2 separate regions of the Mus musculus genome follow, and region 2 is linked to region 1. A link is a contact called in public Micro-C data. All regions are on one chromosome and are shown on one strand. The core of a region is the stretch at or near the end of the contact, and the rest is flanking DNA. Distances in the headings are between cores, read along the strand shown.

What was found. A called contact is a pair of places that touch in the nucleus more often than the background predicts.
Region 2: a Micro-C map of embryonic stem cells shows a contact between it and region 1, with 1.7 times the contacts expected there. The contact joins the promoter of Sdhaf4 here to the enhancer-like site in region 1. A contact is called at or near these places in 4 of 39 promoter capture datasets (the 3T3-L1 cell line, embryonic stem cells, macrophages and 1 more), 1 of 15 datasets of contacts at CTCF or cohesin (the NIH/3T3 cell line), 2 of 484 Hi-C or Micro-C datasets (B cells and embryonic stem cells), 5 of 115 datasets of contacts at active chromatin or transcription factors (bone marrow-derived macrophages and embryonic stem cells) and 2 of 9 other capture datasets (adipose tissue and liver).

Annotation. Positions count from the first base shown.
Region 1 is chr1:23,969,804-23,976,635 of GRCm38.p6, forward strand. No RefSeq gene overlaps it. Among named protein-coding and RNA genes, the nearest start is that of Gm53062, 4.3 kb to the right of the region's middle. Within about 2 kb of position 1,513, at least 6 of the 459 cell types and tissues checked have an H3K27ac peak or open chromatin away from gene starts, as enhancers often do. A contact at or near this core is called in embryonic stem cells, where this site is marked.
Region 2 is chr1:24,003,328-24,010,239 of GRCm38.p6, forward strand. Sdhaf4 (succinate dehydrogenase complex assembly factor 4) reads right to left here and starts at 2,313. Exons shown (of 3, transcript NM_026503.3): 1 at 2,219-2,313. The coding sequence starts at 2,273.

The DNA.
Region 1 (6,832 bases), core at 263-2,762:
TTGTTATGTTTTTTGTAATACTGATGTTTTAAAAGATGAGATTATTATTTTTTTGTTGGGCAGTGGTAGTGCATGCCTTTAGTCCCAGCACTTGAGAGGCAGAGGCAGGTGGATTTTTGAGTTTGAGGCCAGCCTGGTCTATAGCCTGAGTTCCAGGACAGCCAGGGTTACACAGAGAAACTCTGTCTCAAAAATCCCCCCCCCCCTACATGAATACAAAGGATTCTGCATGGGGTTTGGGCTCTCACTGCCTGAAAGACCTGAAATTACAGAGCCTCCATTTTTGATGTAAAGGACAAGATAAAATTCTTTATTTTGCTAATATTGCAAACACATCATTGGATGGACTTGCAATCTGACCAGAAGTTAGCAGAGAAACTTCTATGGTCTCAGTAACAGCCAACTCAGTACAATCGTGTGGAGCAGCTTTGGAGTAGCTGCCTAGCAATAACAGCCACAGCTGTTCCTGGCTTATGCTCCTAGGCAGGCCTCTTCCTGATTGTATTCTGTAGAGACAGAGGTACTAGTGTAGGAGGAACTGCGTGGCCATCTTGCCTCTACATAAATGCTGGGGCCTGCATAGCCACAAAGGCAATTCCCTACAGGAGGACCTAATTAAAGACTGTCTGAGAGACCAAGAATTGTTGATACCATCAGCAATGCCAGCCAATTGAGAATTGCTGTTTAGAAGAGATGCTTTCTTGGGACCAGTGGGGTGTGGTGGAGGGTATTAAAGGAGCTTACAGCAGCATTCAGATGGGCTTGCTGCAGTGTTTCTCACCTGCCCCCAGAGTCTGTGTTGTTGATCCTGTGCCACCTCAGCTCCAACCCTCAAGGGCAGGTAGGGTCCCTAGCAAGTATTCCAGGATACGGGCAACAGTACCAGCAGTTCGGTATCACTATCATGTTCCAATAGGATTGGTTTACTGTTGTTATTATTATTCCTTTGTTTTTAAAGCAAGGAAACTGTCTTAGTGTTTTACTGCTATAAACAGATACCATGACCAAAGCAACTCTTATAAGAACAACATTTAGTTGGGTGCTACGCACACTCCAGTGTAGTCTGCTTGACAGGCCGAGAAGCCTGGAAGCACTCATGAGGCAAAGAGTTTCAGAGAAACTCACCTCCTGGAACCTTGGAGTTCTCATAACCTGTATACTCATACCCTATCCCCGCATTAGTCTGGTGTATGGATCCACGTGCTCTCTTTTAGTATTACTTTATTTATAAGTGCCTTTAAAGATTGAATTCTGACAGAGCTAAGCCTTCGCCAGTGTTCCAACATCCTAGAAAATCCTTGAAGCTGACAAACTTGGAATTCAGTAGGAATTCAGTGAGAAGGTTACCTATTCAGTAACATTCAAATTTACTTCTAGTAGAGATGGTGAAACTAATTAGGCATTACAAAGAACGGAGCTAGAATAGCTCAGGGCTGGTCTGCAGAGTGATTACTTAGGACAGTAGCCAGTCTCACCCAAACAAGGGAATTCACAATGGCCTAGCTAATAGGTGGATTTACCTTGAAAGAGCTAGGGATCCCACTGAGACAGGAATCTTCTCTACAGCCAGGTATAGCAGGTTATATTGCATATTAGAAGCAAGTTGGTGAAGTCTTCTGACAAATGGCGATTCTCTACAGATACTTAAAAGAACAGTTATGTTGTGTCCGGCCAGCAGACCACAACCTGGGTTCTAGCCTGGAAAGGCATTTTGGAAACCTGGAAGAGAAGAGGGGCTAGGTGGCGAGAGAAAGAAATGTAGCCAAGACAGTTATTCTGATCAAAGCTCAAATTTTACTGTTGCGACACTCAGTTATGAAGGAAGGGGGAGGGGACCCGATTCCCGCCGAATAATCTCTGGTCCAGTAGAAAGGTGCACGTGTGTGGCTCCGCAGGTTCCAGCAGTGGGCGTGGCAGAACGAATGAGCAGGAAGCTCCACCCCTGAGCAAGCAGGTTTCAGGCTGGGGGAGGGGAGACTACATTCACTCATACAAGAATTTATCAAGGCCTAGGAAATGGGGGGGGGGCGGGTTGTGGTATTGCATTATTCATGATAAGGTCTGCTAGAGCAGAACCCCCTGGTGCTAGTTTTCACAAGGCTCAAAGGAGTAGCAAATTGTGACTAGAGTGTGAAATCCATAGCTGTCATTAGCTGACCCTAGGCAGGGCTGTTTTATCTTTACTGTAAATATTACCTGGTTCCTATAAGTCCTTTTGAAGTCATTCCTTTGTTTTCTGTCAGGTAACTTCAATGTACTTTGCCTGCCATGACATCCTACCCCTTTGTTTTCTGTATTATATAAGACTGGTGTTCACTTTGTGATAATACATTCAGATTCTACACACTCTCCTGTATTGTGTCTGTCTGTCATTCATTCACTGACTCCTTGTCCACATGTAACCAGAGACCTGTTCTACGCAGACAAGGGACCAAGAGAGTGTGCGGCAGTTGGGTCTGGCTTACAGGTTCAGAGGTTCAGTCCATTATCATCAAGGCAGAAGGGAACGGGGCTGCATTTCAGGCAGGCATGGTGCAGGAGGAGCTGAGATTTCTACATCTTCATCTGAAGGCTGCTAGCAGAATACTGACTTCAAGGAAACAAAATGGGAGACTTAGAACCCATACCCACAGTGACATACTTGCTCCAACATGGCCATACCTTCTAATCCTGCCACTCCCTGGGCATATACAAACCATCCCAGAAACTCACCTGAGGAAGAACACTAAATTCTTCTTCCATTTCTGTCTCCAAGCTACTCATACCCAATCCTTCCCGACTCTGTTTACTAGACTCCATCCTCGAGGACCCCGTTCCAAATATTCCCTCCCATCACTCCCTTTCCTCATTTATAGCCCTTCTGCAACATCCCTCTCCTCTCACAGTATGCCAGGTCCCACTCAGCGCATCCCTATCCTAATATGTGCTAATATGTACATGGGGTCAGTTACACCAATCAATGGCTGAGAAATAGCTAATAAGAGCTGACCGATTACAGCAAACTTACGCTGCTGAGCTTTAGAACTCAGAGAGGGCACAGCTTTATTTATTTATTTATTTATTTATTTATTTATTTTTTTGAACACATGGTTTATATAAAACATGAGCTCCTTGTCCTTCTGAAGGGCCATCTGAAAAAAAGTTTTAAAACAGCACTCTTTTTTTTTTTTTTTTTTTTTTTTTTGGTTTTTCGAGACAGGGTTTCTCTGTATAGCTCTGGCTGTCCTGGAACTCACTTTGTAGACCAGGCTGGCCTCAAACTCAGAAATCCGCCTGCCTCTGCCTCCCAAGTGCTGGGATTAAAGGTGTGCGCCACCACGCCCAGCAAAACAGCACTCTTTACAGGATGTTTCGATGTGATTTTACACAATGCCCATGAGGTATCTTCAAAGGATCTTAAGCATGGTGATTCTCTATAGAGTCTGAGTATCATGCTGATGCAACCTGCCAGTTAGTCTCTTTGGAACAAATAATCTCCCTGCATTTTGTTTTGTGGCACTATTAGTTCTATAGGTTCTTTACCAGTAGGCGGTTTAATATGTATCCTTCTCACCATCATTATGTCTCTAATTTCTTGTAAATAAGGAGTTGCTCATCACCCTGGAGAATATGGCATGCATACATTTCTATAATACCATTACCTCATCGTTGGTGTATAATTCCAGCCAGTGAGGAGTAAGGAAGGATACGTGATTGGTAAGGAAGTAATGGAGGACTTCTATGAGCTAGAGTTTTATCAGCATCACTTTTAATAGCTCATAACCCACTCTGCTTTACATGTTATATTTCCTAAAGCTTTTAACCCGAGAGTCTCCAGAAAGCAGCTTGAAGGGCCGAGCCAAGTCCTTAACAGCAATACGCAGATAAAAGTGAATCAAATTGACATGGCCCAAAGTTTTAAATTTTGATCTTTTAGTTTATTTACCATCAAGTGATCATTTTAGTATTGCTGAGATGAGCAAAAGAGATGGTTATTCATATAATGAGTAACCAGGAAATTTAAGCAACACTGGCTTAGATGCTTTCTGCCCTAGCTGCAATTGTTTCTGTATTAGAAGTTAGGCCTAGTTTAGTTTTTTTTCCCATAAAGGGACCATCAATCAACCTATATTGAGTCATTCCTGATGTAATACACACATACACACACATATACACAATCATACATCACACACAGACACACATGACTGGCAGCCACTCCCTATTCCCCATCCCCTGGAACTCAGCTGTTTCTCCACTCTAAGCCTGGTTTGGGGTGGAGGGAAGCCAGACTGGCTGTGGAGTTCACTGGGCTGCCCTGCTGAGTTCAGCACAACATTGATTCTCTCCACTGCTCACCGACACTTTTCTTTTCTGAGAAGGTCCAAGCAACACTTTAATGTACTCGGCTTGGCAGGGATTTTATTCTCCTCCTTATTGTGGGTTCTGTTTACATTAGTTCCTGTGCATTTCCGGTGATTAACGTCTTTGATTAACGTCTTTGATGGTCCTTGTTCAGGAAACTAAGGGTAGCATTTTACAGTCACTCGTACAAAGTTGCAGACCTGTTGCTCAGAATATTTTGCTCCTTCGGATCGTAACAGGTATCTCAGTGATTGTATAAATGCTTTGTCTCAGAGGACTAATTAGAATTCATTATGACTTCTACTCTCTCAGTTATGGCCCCAAACCCTGGATGAGAGGGCTGAATCCAGGGTCTTTACAAATGCCATGGTCAGCGGGATAATTAGACCCACATGAGGCAGGAAGGAAATCCAGGTCAACATGACTCAGTAGCTGGTGTTCAAACTTCTAGAGTCTAATACTGGACATTTTATTTGAACCATATTTAAGTACAGTACAATTTGGAAAAGGGTTTCCTCATGTAACATGATCCTATACACACAAGGATGCATAATTACATGTCACTTCTTCGATGAAGATGGATTCTAAAGGTAGGCTACACGTGTTATCCTGAGGGCCTAGGTGAGGACCTGGTATGGACGGACTCCATCATGCAGAGAGCACAGAGGTCACCTAGGCTATTATCTATCTTTGGTCCTGCTTGTGGGAGCCCGGGGGAACCTCTGGCCATGAAGATAGTACAGAAGTCATCCAGACTATTGGCCATCTCTAGACCTACTGTACAAGCTTGGAAGAAGTAGGTATGTCTTACAGCCAGTGTAGGGGTCACCTCTACTATTAGCCACCTCATTTCCAGTCTTCTGGGTGGAAAACAGGTTATACATCTCTTCCATTGAAAAGACAGTCTTCTGTGTTTAAGAATCTTGGTTTTCCTAGTTGTTACAGGATAATTGATCACACTGTGAACCCTGAGATTGTGTTATTTACTGGGAAAAAAACCAAAAACCTGTTTCTAGTTGTGGCGTGGCTTGCTCAGGCCTAACATCTTTCATCCAAGAGCTTCCTGTTTATAGTAAACAGGATTAAATAAAGTCAACCATTGGTCAAGAGGCAGAGCAAGCAACCACTTGACAGGAAGTGAACATAGAAAAAGACCATAGAGAGTAAAAGGAAATCAGGAGGACGGACAGAGTGATGCACAGGAAGTTGAAAGGAGGGACATTCAGTGTGAGGGTTTTTTGAGACCATGACGAAAAGGAAACTTCCTTTTGGGAGATTGTCTGAGGAGGAAGGTCAGCTGAATGCTTCCTCTCTGAGCTAGCAAGCTTTCATCCCGCATCTGTCTCCCCTGTCGTTATAGATGAAATCAAATGTTTGAGATTTTGTTAAAAACAACACCTAGTATTTATCTGTGAGGACAAAGGCCTCTGTGCTTCCAACCAGAAGGTCAGTTAGAAAAGAAACAAAGAAGATGCCCACATCAGGAGTTCCACCTGACAGAGATTTTTCAGCATTAATGAGTGGCTACATCCCTGAAGAAGAGAGCATAGCATTTGTGGAAATTATTGATTTCCAAATAACAGGAAATAACCCCCTAGTCAAATGAAACCTGACACAAATGACCACACATAACAATCCCAGTTTCTAAACTATTTTATAAAATATCTACTTTTACACAATAGCTTTTAGTAACATGTCAGACAAGTGTTCTTTCAATTTACCATGACAAGATGCACATGGAACCCATGACACTACTTAAATAGTTACTGTCTGTAAGTGTTCTTCTTAAATGAAGAAGGTGGATTGGAGCTGCAGAGATGGAGAGACCCATTACTGAAACTTCATACAGAATGCTACTCTCCAAGCCTATAGTCAGGCTTATCGCCACTCATAAGGATTGTACTTATTTATTTTTTCTGTTCTTTAAGATTTTGTTGTTAAGTGTGTGTGTGTGTGTGTGTGTGTGTGTGTGTGTGTGTGTGTGTGTGTTGGCTCATCTGGAGCTGGTACTACAGGCAGTTGTGTACCATCCAACATGGGAACTGAACTTAGGTCCTCTGCAAAAGACATATGTGCTCTTAACTACTGAGCCATCTCTCCAGTCCCTACCACTTCACTAGTACTTGAAGGAAAATACTTGTACTTAAGCCCTTTAACACTGAACAAATTCAAAACAAATCCAGGTTCATCTCAGTGCAGAAAAGAGCAACCTAGCCTCCCAGAAGCCACCTAGGGAAGGCAAGTGGGTTTCCTGGTGATGGTCCACGGGTTTTTTGTTTGTTTGTTTGTTTGTTTGTTGTTTTTGTAGTTGTTGTTGTCTGTTTTTGTTGTTGTTTTTTGTGTTTGCATGGCTCCGATGGGTGCACTCTGGAGAGGCACAGCCCCAGAGACTTTGTCTCAGGATTGTTTCTTGCTGTTGATAAGCCTTTCCTGACAATATTACATAGCCTAATGATGCCTGAGTATTGGCCCACCCTAATCAACATGAAGA
Region 2 (6,912 bases), core at 1,063-3,562, 34 kb after region 1:
GGCATACAGTGAAAATTCCTTTCTGAACACATACATTCTACACGGATGGGGTATTTCCCTTCATTCTACATGGAGAGGAGATTTCCCTGCCTTGGAGATAACCAATGTTACACGTTTTCAAGAAGAGCTATAAAGCGATGAGACAGTCAAGCACAGGGGAGATAGTTCAGCAACCTTAGACTCCACCTAGTTTGGATTATGCACAGAGTCCTCTTCTAATAATGTACTTGGCAGCTTAGTTTCCGTATGTGTATATATACTATAATACACATACTTTTCTCCAAGAGATGCACCTAACAACCTCTTAGTGACATAAGATACCTCCAAACACCAGGATGTATGTACATCCATCTTTGGACAATGGGATTTTTCTCTTCTCTAAATAACAAACCTAGACAGATTCTATTCATTTGTACTCTCCCCATGTTCCAATACAGGGCCAGAAAGGCCCATCTGGCCTATACTGGGTTTTGGTGCTTACTCACTGTCTTAGTCAGGGTTTCTATTCCTACACAAACATCAAGACCAAGAAGCAAGTTGGGGAGGAAAGGGTTTATTCAGCTTACACTTCCATACTGCTGTTCATCACCAAGGAAGTCAGGACTGGAACTCAAGCAGGTCAGGAAGCAGGAGCTGATGCAGAGGCCATGGAGGGGTGTTTCTTACTGGCTTTCTTCCCCTGGCTTGCTCAGCTTGCTTTCTTATAGAACCCAAGGCTACCAGCCCAGGGATGGCACCACCCACAATGGGCCCTCGCACCCTTGATCACTAATTGAGAAAATGCCTTACAGCTGGATCTCATGGAGACATTTCCTCAAGGGAGGCTCTTTCCTCTGTGATAACTCCAGCTTGTGTCAAGTTGGCGCACAAAACCAGCCAGTAAAACATTCAGTAAGATAAACTGAGCCAAAAAAGTGTATTTTTTCTTTAAGGAAAATCTTTTATTTACTATGTCATGCCAATTTTGGCAGGTGTATTATTGAAGTCAGATGCATTATGGGAAGGAACATACACAAAATTGATAATGCTGCCTAAAATATCAATCAGAGTGCAAACCGCCCAAGCTATATGCCCCTTACTCTTATCCTCTTCCTGTAGCTCCATAAAAGACCAGAGGCAACGAATCAGGCCTCCTTCACTCTGGTTTAAATAAAGTGTCCTTGCTACTTTATAATCAGTATGGGTTTTAATTTCAATCCCTTGACTAAGGAAGCACCTGGCTTGCCCTGATCCTGACAGCAGAATCATTAAATCAGCATCCATTAAGGATCCATTGTGCTGGGGCATGGGGAAACACACACCAGCAGGTGTAGCAGCCTATACTGATGTTTCTAGAATTGTCCAAGTATCCACGAGGGTACATTTCAGGGTGGTATGATCTTGAACTGTGAGTTGTTAGAAAAAGCAATGAATACAATCAGCATAAAATCCTTTCCAGGAAGAAAACCTCATACAGGCACTTAATGGAAAAGGTCTATCACATTTGTACACGGGTTTGTTAATGTTTCTTTTGTTTCAAAACACTGGAATGCTGGATAAACAGTAATAAGGATTTGGAGCGACCCTTTCGGTTTCTATAATTCTCACAGATCATTTAAGATTTTAGCAGCCAACAGGTATTAAATATGTGAAGGGAAACATTAAAAAGTAAAATAAAAACCAGGCCACTTGTTATGAAAGCAGTAATTCTGTCTTTGGTTTACAAAACTTCTCAGGGTTATCATCAAGTAAACTTGCATTCTGCGTGCTCTTTGATATGATAATTGAGGGGTATATTGAGAAAGAATGCAATAGTTCTGAAAACTTTAGCTTCTACAGAAAGACGAGGGCATCTCTTCTAACAGTTCTTGGCTTTGTGAAATTTTTATTTTGTTCTTTGCTCTACGTGTGCACTTCCCCAACGTTTGAACCAGGCTGACCTTGAACTCAGAGATCCTCATGCCTCTGCCAGCCTAGTGCTGGGTCTATAGGCATGCGTCCCTTGTCCGGGTATAAATTATTCTTGATGTAAATAAACCTGTAAATTAATGACACTGGTCTTTTCCGTATTTTTCTAGCCGCATCTAAGAGCGAGGCGCTTTTCGAAAACCCTACGCCAAGCACCGCTAATGCTTCTGTAGCCACCGCGGCAGCGTCTCCGCGCCTGCGCCCTCGCATTTCGGAACTCGGCTTCCCACGCGGGCCCCCAACTCTCAGGACCCCGGGCGGATGGCCTTACTTGCTGCTCTCCAGACGAAAGTCATCCGTGAAACGGAAAGGGTCGTGGAGACCATTGCGCCGGCTCCCACAGCGTCTGCGCACGCGCACCAAGGTGGGAGGGGCGCTCCACAGGGGAGCCCGCGCCCTCTGCGCAGGCGTCAACGAGGGCAGAGAAGGGCGGAGCTTCGTTGTGTCCCTGGAAATCCTCAACTGCTCAACTGCCTCGGGTAATCCTGCAGTGCCTTGTCCTCACAAGTCCTCGCCCTTGGTCCTGCGCAGTACCTGGGCAGCGCTCTTAGCTATTCCGATGGACTTAAAAGACAAAACCAAAAGCCTGCACGAAAGTAATAAATTCTAGAGTTCACACCACCTTAGTGTATGATGCTTTAAGGAGGGAAGTTCAAAGTCCAATACAGAGATGGAAACTTGAATCACCCTAATTTAATTGCTCCATAAATCTGTAGTTAAAAATACCTAACATAAAACATTTAATTAGATTGAAGATTCCCACATTTTGAAAAAATTTTAGTACGTTCAAATATTGTCATGTGAATTGATTATTGAGATTGTTCCATGACAGGGATCTGTTAGAAATTATTTTAAAACACAGGCTGGAGAGATGGCTTCTCTTTCAGAGGACCTGGGTTCTATTCCCAGCACCAACATGGCAACTAGTTTCTAACCCCAATTCCGGAATGTCTGACACACTCTTCTGGACTTTGTTGGCACTAGGCATACACATGGCATGCAAACTTGCATACATACAAACATACATTGCAAACATACTTACATCATACCAGCAAAGCACTCGTACAAAAGAGATCTTTTAAAAATATTGAGCTTAAAACCCTTGAAATATGACAGCTAAAAGTTTCCCCCCATTATTAGAAAACAAACCAAACTCATAGCTGGTCAGACGAGTGGTCCATTAAATTCCCATCTTGCGGTCAAGAGTGCTGACCCCCAAGAACACCTTGATCACCTCACCTTCCTCCTAGCACAGCTGTGTTTCTCAGTGGCTCCATTAATACAATAGCCACAGTGATAAGAACAAAGGCACCAATGTACATTGAACTGTCTTTCTCCTCCCAGGACTTACTGGCTAGCACCACTAACTTAGCAACTCGTGACTGACTTGATCTGTGTCTTTCATCACTAGAGTGGTTTTGTGTTGTTTGTATTTTTTGTTTTTAATGCAGGAGTGCTGTCTACATGTACACCTGCATGCCAGAAGAGGTTATCAGATCCCTCTATAGATAGTCCTGAGTCACCATGTGGTTACTAGGAATGGAACTCAGGTCCTCTGAAAGAGCAGCCCATATTCCTAACTCCTGAGCCATCTTACCAGCTCTCAACCTGCACTATAGTATTAAGCAGCCTGGGAGACAGAGCTGACTTCAAGAGAATCAATTCACCTATCCAATTATGAAGGTAGCAACTTGCTCTTAAATAATTATGTTTGAACTGTGTTAGATTATAGGCGATTCCACTAGACGCCTCCCAGGGACCTAGCAACAGCTTGTCTTCCCCTGCTACTACCTCCAGCTCTGCTCCCACATTCCTTTCTGTCCTTCTCTGTGCTCCATCCTCTTCTCTGCGCTCATAGCTCTGCTCCCACCGTCTACATGTCTGCCTCTACCCTTCTCCAGGTCCTTACTCCCCTTCTCCCCCCACCCCCAATAGGAGATCTATTGCATGGTATAAATTCTCAGGGGCACACCTTGGCATGTTAGCACCAGGTACACCCTTACTGCATTATCTTTCATAACAAACTGTTTTCCTGGTTATCTTTCCTTTCATACAGTTCACCTGTGGCCCTAGTGAATGCTTTGTACTACATAAAGTGTCCTACACAAATTGCATATCAAAAGAACTTTTTCCTGTGGATGTAAATCAGGGGACTGCTATTGAGAGGATCCACTGATCGTATCAATTATTCCATCTTCCAGGCACTGGCCTTCTAGGATGATGGGCTGATTGGGGTTTGGAACCAGGTGATCAAATACTTGGATGTGCTGTCCCTAAAAGATGTCATATACTCCAAAAATCAGTCTTGAGAGATCAACTTGGGTTGAAAGAGTCCCGAGAGTAGAGTGGGGAAACACCCCGGTTACTTCTTAGACACTTCCGATGTTTTACTTTCCACTTGAAGAAACAATCTACCATACCCTGTCACTGCCTGCTATGGCCCACTGTACCAGTGTTGTGAAATGCCTGTAATTCTGCTCCAGCTACACAAGGCTTGGGCAATGTATCACCTGAGTGAGGTAACTCGGACTCTAAAGGACATGCATGGTATGTACTCACTAATAAGTGGATACTAACCGGAAAAAAAAAAAAAGCGCTGAATACTGAAGCCCACAGAACACAAAAAGGTCAACAAGCTGAAGGGCCCAAGTGAGAGGAAAGCAACCACAACGGGGAACGGAGGGACCTTCGAGGGAAAAGGGATGGGGAGGGGTGGAGAGGGGAACATGATCAGTTATTGGGTCAGGGGAAGGACTGAAATCCCTGAGGGCCAGCAGAAAGAATGGAAACAGGCAACCTCTGGAGGTAGGAGGTTGTGGGGACCCTTCAGAATGTACCAGAGACCTGGGAGGTGAGAGACTCTCAAGACTCAAAGAGAAGGACCTTAGATAAAATGCCCTACACTGGGGAGCGGGAACTTATAGAGCCCACCTCCAGCAAGAAGACAGGGCATCAAGTGAGGGATGGGGTTGCCATCCCACAGTCAAAACTCTGACCCATAATTGTTCCTGTCTGAAAGAATTATGGGGATGGAAATGTAGAGGAGCCTGAGGAAAAGAAGGTCCAGTGACAGGCCTAAAGTGGGATCCAGCTCAAGGGGAGGCTCCAAGGCTTGACACTAATACCAAGGGTATGGAGCCCTCACAAAAAAGAGAGCTATCATGACTGCTCTCCAGAAGACCCAACAAGCAGCTAAAAGAGTCAGATGCAGATATTTGCACCCAAGCAATGGACAAAAGAAGCTGCTGAGCCCTGTGGTTGAACCAGGGAAAAACTGGAAGAAACTAAGGGGAATGGTGACCCTGTAGGAGAACCAGGAGTCTTAATCTGGTTCCCCAAGATCTCTCAAACACTGTACCACCAAACAGACAGCATACACCAGCTGATATGAGACCCCCAACACATATACAGCAGAGGATACCGGGTCTGGGTTCAGTCAGAGAAGATGCATCTAACCCTCAAGAGACTGGAGGCCCCACAGAGTTTAGAGGTCTGGTGGGGTGGGGGGCAGGGGTATCCAAGTGGAGACAGGGGAATGGGGAGGTGTGGGATGTGGAACAGTCAGAGGGTGAACCAGGAGGGGAATAAAATCTGGAGTTTAAAATAAAAAAAGAAAAAAGAACAAAAAGGGATTATCTTCCTCCACAATTAAAAGGCTAGGCTTGTAGCAGGGGAGTCCTGGTATGGGGCTACCAGAGACCAGCCATTTTGTGACGCTGTGGAGGTGAAGCCTGGATTGGTTTGGTGATCCTAGAGATGTGTGCCCTGTCAAGAAAAGCTGTAGAATCAGCCCAAGAGATTAAAGTTGCTGTCAGCAGGGATGGAGGTAAGAAGAGTCATCTAAGTCCTTTGCCAAAGGACACAGGATATGGAGTGTGCTTTGACTCTTCACTGTCTCGTCCTCTGTAGAACGGGGATGTATATTCTGTGCCATTATATGCTGGAGTATGTGATTTGCTTTCTGCTTTTACATGGGGGTTAGTTAAGAGATTTCCTTGAGACAGTATTGAGACTGAAAGACTGGAGACTTTTAAAGCTGGACAGAATATATTTTGCATTGTGATATGGCTAAGGCTACGGGGGTCAGGGAGTGAAATGTGGTGATTTGAATGAGGATGACCCACCCACGGGCTTGTCTGTCTGAATGTCTACTCCCTAGGTGGTGGAGCTGTCTTGGGAAGGACTAGGATGTGTGGTTTTGCAGGACGTGTTACTAGGGGTGGGCTCTGAGGTTTCAAAAAGCTCACGCCAGATTTAGCATCATGCCTGTCTGCTTCCTGCCATGAGGATCACAGACTAACCCTCTAAGACTGTTAGGCAAGTTCCCAAGTAAAGGTTTTCTTTTTAAGTGATGCTTAACACTTAGTAACAATAACTAAGACACTGTTACTGAATATAGAAGTGATGGTTCTGACCCTAATTGTTAGACTGATCACTAAAGAAGCAAATGATACCCACAGTGGATGACAGAGATCAGGTGAGGGCACACTTTACACGCTTCATTGGTGACACCTGTCTCTTCCTGAGAGCAGTTGGCAATGCTCAATGGCAAGGTCATTTACAAGTCAAAGATCAAAATCTGAGTTTGGTGTGCAATTGGTACCGTTCTACCTGTTCTTACAGATGAGGTCGAAATGATTGTTTTAAGTCAAAGGATTTGCCCAAGATCTTACAACTACAGACTGGTCAGTTTATGCTAGGACTCGGGATCGACCTGTTTTGAAAAGCGTCAACACCTTCCCTGGGCCACACTTACAGAACTTCATGATGTTAAAGTGAGGCGAGCAGCATGATTCTTTCTACATTTGCCCGCTTCCTACTTTGGAAACTCGGGGTCAGATACATTTGCTGTCCTTCATGACCTTAGCACATGACTGGCACAAAACACAGCCCTGGTCAGCTGGGCATTCCCACCAGACTCTGAGTCCAGAGGGAGCATTTGAAAGCCAGTGCCCACAGGTTCTC